Linked DNA regions of Mus musculus: all the other regions are linked to region 2. Evidence: chromatin contacts called from public HiChIP or PLAC-seq and promoter capture Hi-C data. All regions are on one chromosome and are shown on one strand. The core of a region is the stretch at or near the end of the contact, and the rest is flanking DNA. Distances in the headings are between cores, read along the strand shown. Region 1 overlaps Epha6 (Eph receptor A6). Region 2 holds the start of Epha6 (Eph receptor A6). Region 3 overlaps Epha6 (Eph receptor A6).

What was found. Promoter capture Hi-C pulls out the DNA fragments that hold promoters and counts their contacts. HiChIP or PLAC-seq counts read pairs in DNA pulled down with a chosen protein or histone mark.
Region 1: a contact with region 2 is called in an H3K27ac HiChIP or PLAC-seq map of SST interneurons, with 5 times the contacts expected there. The contact joins the enhancer-like site here to the promoter of Epha6 in region 2. A contact is called at or near these places in 6 of 39 promoter capture datasets (the C10 cell line, hippocampal neurons, liver and 3 more), 3 of 115 datasets of contacts at active chromatin or transcription factors (SST interneurons, VIP interneurons and stem cell-derived neural progenitor cells) and 1 of 9 other capture datasets (liver).
Region 3: a contact with region 2 is called in a promoter capture Hi-C map of hippocampal neurons, with 4 times the contacts expected there. The contact joins the enhancer-like site here to the promoter of Epha6 in region 2. A contact is called at or near these places in 2 of 39 promoter capture datasets (the C10 cell line and hippocampal neurons), 3 of 484 Hi-C or Micro-C datasets (cerebral cortex and cortical neurons), 1 of 115 datasets of contacts at active chromatin or transcription factors (forebrain) and 1 of 9 other capture datasets (pancreatic islet).

The regions. Positions count from the first base shown.
Region 1 is chr16:59,847,606-59,850,527 of GRCm38.p6, forward strand. All of the region lies in intron 11 of Epha6 (Eph receptor A6), which reads right to left. Among named protein-coding and RNA genes, the nearest start is that of Arl6, 210 kb to the left of the region's middle. Within about 2 kb of position 1,391, at least 3 of the 459 cell types and tissues checked have an H3K27ac peak or open chromatin away from gene starts, as enhancers often do. A contact at or near this core is called in SST interneurons, where this site is marked.
Region 2 is chr16:60,604,265-60,607,303 of GRCm38.p6, forward strand. It overlaps Epha6 (Eph receptor A6), which reads right to left and starts at 1,267. Exons shown (of 18, transcript NM_007938.2): 1 at 600-1,267. The coding sequence starts at 984. Gm9017 (a long non-coding RNA gene) reads left to right here and starts at 2,452. Exons shown (of 3, transcript XR_384917.4): 1 at 2,452-2,566.
Region 3 is chr16:60,069,213-60,072,277 of GRCm38.p6, forward strand. All of the region lies in intron 5 of Epha6 (Eph receptor A6), which reads right to left. Among named protein-coding and RNA genes, the nearest start is that of Arl6, 430 kb to the left of the region's middle. Within about 2 kb of position 1,404, at least 5 of the 459 cell types and tissues checked have an H3K27ac peak or open chromatin away from gene starts, as enhancers often do. A contact at or near this core is called in hippocampal neurons, where this site is marked.

The DNA of each region.
Region 1 (2,922 bases), core at 141-2,640, 760 kb before region 2:
GGAAGAGGGGCTGAGAGTATTGGAAGGAGGGGAAGGTCAGTTGGGATGTATTGTATGAGAGAAGAATCAATAAAAAAATTTAAATTATTAAAAATGATAAGTGAATTTAACTAAGCTTCCAAAGTCAAAGTCATCTAAAATATAAATTGTATAGGATATACAGTTACAAACAATAAACAAAGATATGGAAAAAGCAAACAACAAAAAATTTCTCCTTTGGTTGATACACTGACCTATTTGTATATTCAGCAAACATCAAAGCATAAATTCTGATATTGACTTCTAATTAAATGAGAAAAATATTTTTGTGACCTTGTTACTTTCAAAAAATGGTTCTAATCTAAGCCACAGTTACACTCAAAAAATTTGCTCTATTTTATAAATTCAGATACATGGAAATATTTTTGCAGTTAAAAGTTAGCATGTTTTCTCTATAGTTGTACACCTAGCCTCAATACAGATTCTTCAAAATATTATAAAATTACAAATCAAGGTGATGTTATTTTGCTCTTGACTTTCTAATCCTCCAAGTCACAGAAGTATAACTTTTAGATGCATCTCATCTTGTTAATTTTTAATAACTCATAATCCAGTATTGGAGCAAAAAGAACATGGGTATCATTTCAGTTATTTCTTCAGTGACTTTAAAATAAATTTTCATCTTTCCTCAGTTACCTTTAAAGGATATAATAACAACTGACTGTTACAATTTGTTTAATTTTTGCACCAATAAAGAGAATTAAAAGACATTGAAGATGTTTAAAATCCTTCTTGAAAAAGTGTAATATATATTATATATATTATACATACATACATATACATACATACATACATACATATATATTTTAAGAAAACATTTAAATGGCATAGTGTTCGTAATGGTAAGGTGATTCAATTGGGTCAGACTAACTTACCATGCTTCCTCTATGCTGAAAAAAAATCTGTTTACTTAAGTTTTTGCTCCACTTGCTGATTTGAATGATTTTTGGGGTTCCTGTCCAGTGGTTGTACTTATGTTTGCACTTAGTGGGTCACATGCCCTGAGTAAATAAATACTCATAGGTATATGAAGCTGAGTAACAAAATTTGCTATGTCCAAAGCCAGTGATGATGAACACACATTTTTTTTTAAATGAAGCATATTGGAAATACTTATGTGCACAGAAAGTATTCAGTGAGGACAGGGTAAATCCTTTTCTCTTTTACCTTCTCCTTCTGACTCTCAGGACCCAAAGCTCCCATTCTGTTCTCCTCACTCCTTTCCAAGCCCCTTCTCTGGAAGGCCTCTCTGGCTTTGGCAGGCATCCCTTCCTTTGTTAGAGCGTGCTTCAGCACATCTGGCAAGGATGCGCTCTATTCAAGCCTCTGTGCCTTCTTAATCTTAAATACTGTAACAGAGACACAACATCACCATAGATACAGCGTTTATTTTTCAGTCTTTTGGTGCCAATCTCAGATGCCTTTAGGACTTTGCCAGGTGCAGTAGATAAGTAAATCAGCTTTTGACAAAGGCATTTAGATGAACTGAGGGTAAAAGTTCTTACTAAAAATGAATCCCAATGTTTAGAAAATGTTTCAATAACCAAATGGCACACATATCCTGGATGATTACAGTCTAAGGCTGGTTCCTGGTGGCTGGTAGGTGACTCTGGCTTAAACATTTGTCTCCCTCACTGGACTGGACTGTGATCTCTGAATAATAGGGCAAAGGGACTGAAGAGGTGGCTCAGAGGTTAAGAAAGCATACTGTTCTTGCAGAGTCCCCATGTTTGGTTCTCAGCACACACAGTTCATAACCAACTGCAGCTCAATTTCTAGAGTGTCCAATGCCCTCAGGTCTCTGAGAGCTCACGCAAACCTGAGGTACACAGGGTCACTCAGGCACACAGACACACAAATAAAAGTGAATACATTTCTAAACAAGGACACAGATGAGTGGGTCATACAGGTCATGTTGTCTTCCATACAACCCATCTTCAGAGCCTGCTCAATGTAATGTTTATCAAGCTGCATTAAAATCATCTTTGTATAAATAGTCCAAAGGCAGTTTGACTTTGTGGAAACAAAAGAGTGACTTTTCTCTGTGTTAGAGTTTTGAGGACTATGTATGTTTTAATAATGTACATAGCCCCCCAAATATGTGTAATTATCAGAAATTAATAAGGCTTATGCTTTTCTACTTTAAATGTTCATGGAAAGCTAGTGTTAAGGACCTAGGGAGAGACTTTGGTTCTAAAATTTGCAAAGGTCTAAGAAGCAATCTGAGAAGTAATGGCAAGATGAATGGATCTGGAAAGTATGTTCTCCCATGATGCCTTTGCCAACATATTCCTACCCAGCTGTTGCTTCCTGGGCTCACAGGATGTTTTTGCTTTTGTTTTTTTCTTTTGTGAAAATAAAGTAATTTTTTATTTGCTCTCTTAGAATAAGAAAGGTGGGCCATGATACTTAAAATGCAAAGTTTTATCACTCTTGAAAACCCATCTTGATGGCCCAGTGACATTTTATTAATTAATTTTACACCCTGACCACAGTTTCCCCTTCCTCCTCTCCTCTCATCCCCCAACCCCACCTCTCCTCCTGCAGTTTTGATCTACATGTCCTTAAAAAAAAGTGCTTGTGTATCTCAGGTGCCAAGGAGATGTTAAACAGAATTTACCAATACGTAGGGAGTGGACCTAGAGCTCTTTAGCATGGTAGCCAAAGTGTGCTTTGCTTTAATATTTATGAACTGTGGGTTTATCTTCCACTTTATTACCACAGGGCTTACAAATTTAGCACAGTATATAAGAGTTAAGGACTCAGGTTGTGCTTGTTCTTGTGGTTGGTGGCATGAATATGCTTGGCCAAGGAAGTGGCACTATTAGGAGGTGTGGCCTTGTTGGAGGGAGTGTGTCACTGTGGAGATGTGCTTTGTGACCC
Region 2 (3,039 bases), core at 17-2,516:
GCAACTAGACTTTATGAATCGATTATTCATAACTTGGAATTTCAGATTTAACACTTGTTTGCCCAGTTCTTTCAGAAGAGAGAAGCACTAACAGCGATCCGTGAGCATCTGTTCTATGGATATTTTCACGAAGTAAATGGTAGAGTTCAGAAACTAAGATAGGGTAAGGTCGACCCATAGTTACTGGAGGAAAACAGGCTGATCATTGGTTACAGGTGTATAGAAAAAAGTCATGACCTTTTTTTTGTAATCTGCTGTGGAAGAGAATCCACACGTTGCCATTTAGTGAAAGATCTCCATGAAGCAGTTAGGTCTGTGCCATGAAGCTTGACCTCCAGTGGAGACTGCGCAAGTGGGAGCAATCAGGCAACTGCCAGGAAGGAACCCAAGTGCTGAGGATGTCTGAGCTTCAGAAAGAATTCAAGAGACTGAAGAGATCAAAGCCCCAGGGGCCCGCTGGACCCGGGTGGTCTAATCAGGGCTCCCTGGAACTCAGAGTGTGGCAAGTCCAGAGGAGCTGACCCAGGGACAAAGTTACCTGCAGTAGTGGACAAGTGTACTCGGGGCACCCTCCTCCAACCCTTCTGTTTGTCCCTTACCTTGGTTGGAGACGTGACTGCAGTCGCCGGTCCAAGCCGTTAGCAGGGGCAAGAAGAAACCAAATTGCAAAAGAAATTCCCGGACTTCGCAGCCCCCCATGGCTCTGGTTGGTTCTCTTCTCCTCCTTAAAAAGAAGTGGCAGCAGCGCAGCCAGGTGTTCCTAGTAGCGTGGGGGTCCTGAACCAAGCTCTCTTCTTCTTCCTCCTCCTCCTCTTCCTCCTCCACCCGGTCCGCAGGGGAAGTCCCGGGGCGCCCCCCGCGCGAGGCCCGGTGCGCAGGGCACGAGGGTCCAGGCTGCCCAGGTGCTGGAGCAGCTGCTTGCGGGGACGATGCTGCCTGCGCCGCCGGGGAGCTCCTGGCGGCTGGAGGCGAGGGGAATTGCATCCACCACCGTGTCCCGCTCGAGCGAGGACTATTCACTTGGGCCCAGGAGAGCGCGCGCGCAAGAGCGAGCTCAGGCTCTAGTTTGGGGGAGGGGATGGTGGACGGGGGAGGGTGGCTCTAGGCCGGTACTGGGGATGGGTAGGGACGTTTGGACGGGTAGTGAAGGTGCAGTTCTGGGGACCCAAGTGCTCTCTGCATCCAAGTGGGCACTTACAGACCCCAGAGCAGAGGAGGCACAGCAGATAGTAAGGGTAGTCTGGGCATCCAGAACTTTCATGTGTCTGGTGTCTGGGAAACCCAGCGACTGAGGCTCAGCGGGATCTCAAGTGGTCCCTGGGAGGGGCGGACTGAGCACTCAGCCTCTTGACTGAGTAGCCTGGGCTGAGTGTCGCCTCGTGACCACCGACTCGGCGGCATCTGCGCCGCCCCCCTCGGCCGTAGCAGCTGTTTATTGGGTATCACGGAAGCTACCTTAGTCCCCCAAGCACTTGCGTCCCCCCTCCCCCATGTAACGATGTGCTCTCAGCTCTGGACACCACCTTTCCCTTGGAGACATTTCTGCTACCAGAAAGGGTGAGGGTTGCAGGTCAGCGCTCCTGGCCCCGGGGCACAGCTTGGCGAAGGTAGTGGTCAGCCCTGACGTGTCTGAGTGCTAGCCTCCCAAACTTGGCCACCGAGGTTTGTGGCCACCTCTCCCGTTCTGAGTCCTTGGAAAGCATAGGGAGAGAAGAGGCTACAGAGAGGAGTCACTGAGCGCTGGAAGTCTACTGGTGCCTGGCGCCTTGGCTTCCCCAAGTCTTAGCATTCCGCATAAGGTGGTGACTTCGCCATGGAGGTCATTAGCATCTTCATAGCAGCTTTGGTGCGGGGCTTCCAGGGGCCTGGATAAGTCTGCCTTTCCGCGGTGGCGTCGGGCTAGAAGCTGGGAGCAGCCCAAGGTCTGAGCAGTGCGTGGTCAAGTCCAAGGCAGCCCGCGGGGGCCGGTGCGCTCTCCTTGCTCCGGATGCCCCTTCTCAATACCCTGTCTCCCAGGTCCGGGCTCTCCTAAGCCGGTTCACTGGCTACTTACTTGGTGGGACCCCGCCCTGGGCCGAGGCACGGGACTAGCTGATGGGAAGTGGTGTTGCCACCTGCAGTCTCCAAGCTGTCGCCCTGCTGCCGGCCGAGAGGGGTGCGTGGAGGGCAGGGCCCTAGAGCTCTGCTGAGCTCGGTGGAGCCGAGCGATCTCCCGTCTGACAGCAGCTGTGGCTCGGGTGCAGCCAATTCGGCGCTAGAGGGGGTTAGTAGACAACAAAAATTCCTCCACTGCTCGCAGGTGGAAGAGCAGGCTAAACCTGCGGAAAAAGCTGAAGGATGCTTTCAGGTTAAACTTACAATGTTTGTTAAGGCGCTTATCACTGGCGTTGGATTTTCTGTAGTGTATTTGTTAACATTATTATCGTTTTCTTTATTGAAGAGGAGCAGATTATCAAGCCTGAGTAAGGCTTTTTTTTCTTTTTCTTTTTCTTTCTTCAATAGCACTAGGAAGGGTTTTTGATGACGCTGGAGAAAAGTGAAGCGAATTTCAGAGGATAATTTTCAGGTGGGTGGAGGGTTCAGGTCGGGAATAGTTGTGACAGGAACCTTAAATGTTGTAGGTCTAGGGTCAACGTTTTACCAGGAATGCTGGAAATGAAAGCAGGGTTTCCTCGGATTTCCGCGCTGCTCAGTGCTGTTTGTGGCTCGGATCCTAGTTTAAGGATTTCAGTCCATGCCTTACAGTCAATCAGAAGGAAAGAGAGAGGAGCAAGGAAAGCTCAGAATCCAAAAGAGTAATGAAACGTGCAAGTGGGAACCACAGGGTAATGACACTTTCTGATTGGTGGCTACTCTCACGCTCATTATGAATTCATACACAGCTTGTTTTCAAAGATGTCCATGCCAATTTAAATGCGTGCAAATCACACCTACAAAGATGGAGTTCCTATACTCGTGTTTACAGTAGGGTAATCTGATTTCACTACTCATATTTCCAGTGTTACTGATACTAACTAATGACATAGGTGCTTGTAAATT
Region 3 (3,065 bases), core at 154-2,653, 530 kb before region 2:
TAGAAGAGACCAGCTTAAGACTGCTTTGATCACTTCAGAGGGAATTGATCTTGTACTTCTGAGCTCCTAAAGAATTCGCTCACTGTCCCTCTGACATCTAGAAATTGACCGCCATCATCCAACAATGTAGCTGCACACCCTCCTTTGCAGAATGTGCAAAAGTATATTGGGCTGTACTTCTAATTTCCTATGCTCCTTCTAGCACACTAAACCATCCTCTATACAGCATAACCTTGTAGATCCAGTTATCTTTACTCTCTACAGGTGAAGAATTGGTCTGGAAATCACTGACCCACAGTCACACATTATGTGAAAAGTAGACAGCACTCTAAAGTGATTAGTTAGAAATTTCACTTCAGCCTTAACAGTATCTTTAAAACCTTGGGATTCTCATGAGACCTGCTATGCTGCCACACAAATAGACTCAGTTACCTTTTACCTAAATGTTTCTTTTCATCTAAATCCTGTTCCAAGACTTAACTAAGGAGTGTCTCAGAAGATTTTGCTATAAATCCTTGGGGTCACCATATGAGAACTTTTCAAATAATTTACATGTTTTATGTATATGGTCATTTTACACAAGTAGAATTAATGTGAGTATTAACAATGGCAAAGATGGAAAATAAAAAAGTCTTTCTAAAATGCTGACATGTGATCTCAGTGTTAACAAAAATATGGAATGTATTACATTATAATTCAATTATATATTATTCAAATCCATTTAAGTCAGTCCCCATGTGTTTGACCATTATTTAATGATTTCATTTGAAAAATAAATATTTGATCAAACAGCAAGAGCAAACATAATTCTCAGTTAATTATTGCAAAACCATACCTTATATTTCAATGAAAGGTTTGGAAGGAGTATGGGGGAGGGTAGCAGCGCTGGTACTTATGATCAAGGCACAATGCATATGTAGAAAAATGACATAATGAATTACATGAATTTTTATGCCAACTAAATATTCAGTAAATAGTAATAAAGAAAGAGAATTGTCCCCAGGATCATTTTTTTTTATCTAGTTCTAAAACTTCACCCAGTCCCATTTCTTTCACATCTACAAACTAATCTTATTTCCTTTAGGGACCCCCATGGTCAATAAAAGTTGAGTGGGCAGAAGTCTGCTCTATTCCACAGGCAGTGTAGGGCACGAGAACTTTCTCTAAGTTTCCATATATTGTTTTTCAAATAATCTAGTTAAAAAACAATAAGCCAGCATTATTGTGTTTTTATGTCATTGTTTTGGGCAATCAGAAGCTACGGGTATCTGCATGTATGTACAGTGTGACTTGAGTAGAGTTCCAAGATGTACAAAGGTTTAAAGAAGGAAGGTATATTCATGCTGCTTTTCACCAGAAGGGGTGCTGAGTGGTTTAGGAATGTGGAAGTATTCCTGCCGAATCACTAGCGACAGAACTGCACAGTTTTTCTTATTCTTTCACTTAAGAGATCGCGTAAGTTGGCCAGCATTGCTTCTGTCTTGAGCAGTAAGGGAAGAACTCGTAGACTTTGCTTAGCACAAGCCAGGTGCTTCTGCTGCTGCCTTGAAACATTCATGGCTTCCCGAGGACAGGGGTGATTTTGCTCTCATCCCTGATCAATTAGCAGAGTAAGTTACAGACAAGGAACAACACCTGGCTGAGCCCTGAGTTTCCTTCTCATTTTCTCCAGCTAGTAATTGTGGCGTAAAAAGCACGACTCATGTGGAGAGGCGGTTTTCCCACATTGGCTGCTAGCTCATCCAGGACATATGCTATACTTTCTTCCACAGAATTCTGTGATGGCTTTGTTAACAGACCAAATGGTATCACTTCTTACTGATTAAGGAAATTAAAGAATAGTAGAGTCTTTAAAAAAACTGTATTCTGACTATCATCCACAATGTATAGTATCATAACTCTGCAAGATTTAATGATGCTCCATTTAAAATGTGACATGCTGTGTATACTATACAATCTGAATGACATTTCTAATTTCTAGGTGGAAATTATCACTTGGTTTAAACTCAATTTAAGGGTTTTTTTTTTTTTTTTTGGTCTAAATTCACAGGATGAGTTTATAGGAGCAAAAAAATATTGGTTATTTGAGAATTAACATATTACTTGTACAGTATGAATGCAAATGTAAAAACTTAATATTAATTTTTAAAACATTATACCTTAAAAGAAAGATTACACCCTTCTGGTTTCAATCTGAGCTCTGGAGCTGACCCTATGCCACAGCTCTCTGTACCCAGATCCTGCCTGGAGAGAGCAGGTCTCCCAGGAGGGCTGACACATCTGAGAGCACAGCTCTCCATACCTAGATCTTGTCAGGAGAGAGCTGGTCTCCCAATAGTGCTGACACACCTGAGAACACAGGTGAGAACACCATTTATGCTCAAATTCCTGGCCCAAGAGGGACTTGCCCAGAGCCATCAGGACACAGGAACCAAGGAACAGCCAGGGACAGGACCCTTTCAGATTCTATCTGTGCCCGGGAGCTGACCCTGTGCCACAGCTCTCCATACCCAAATTCTTCCCAGAGAGAACTGGTCTCCCAGGAGTGCTGATACACAGGCTTACAGGAAGAACAAGCCACAGTCAGAGACAATAAGACCACATAACACCAGAGATAACCAGATGTTGAAAGGCAAGCACAAGAAAATAAGCAACAGAAACCAAGGCTACTGGGCATCATTAGAACCCAGTTCTCCCACCACAGCAAGTCCTGGATACCCTAACACACCGAAAAAGCAAGACTCTCATTAAAATCACTTCTCATGATGATGATAGAGGACTTTAAGAAGGACATAAATAACTCCCTTAAAGAAATACAGGAGAACATAGGTAAACAGGTAGAAGCCCTTAAAGAGGAAACACAAAAATCCCTTAAAGAATTACAGGAAAACACAACCAAACAGGTGAAGGAATTGAACAAAGCCATTGAGGATCTTGAAATGGAAATAGAAACAATAAAGAATTCACAAAGGGAGACAGCCCTGGAGATAGAAAATCTAGAAAAGAGATCAGGAGTCATAGATGCAAGCATCTGGGAATTACTTAATTAAAGAACTGACATTGAT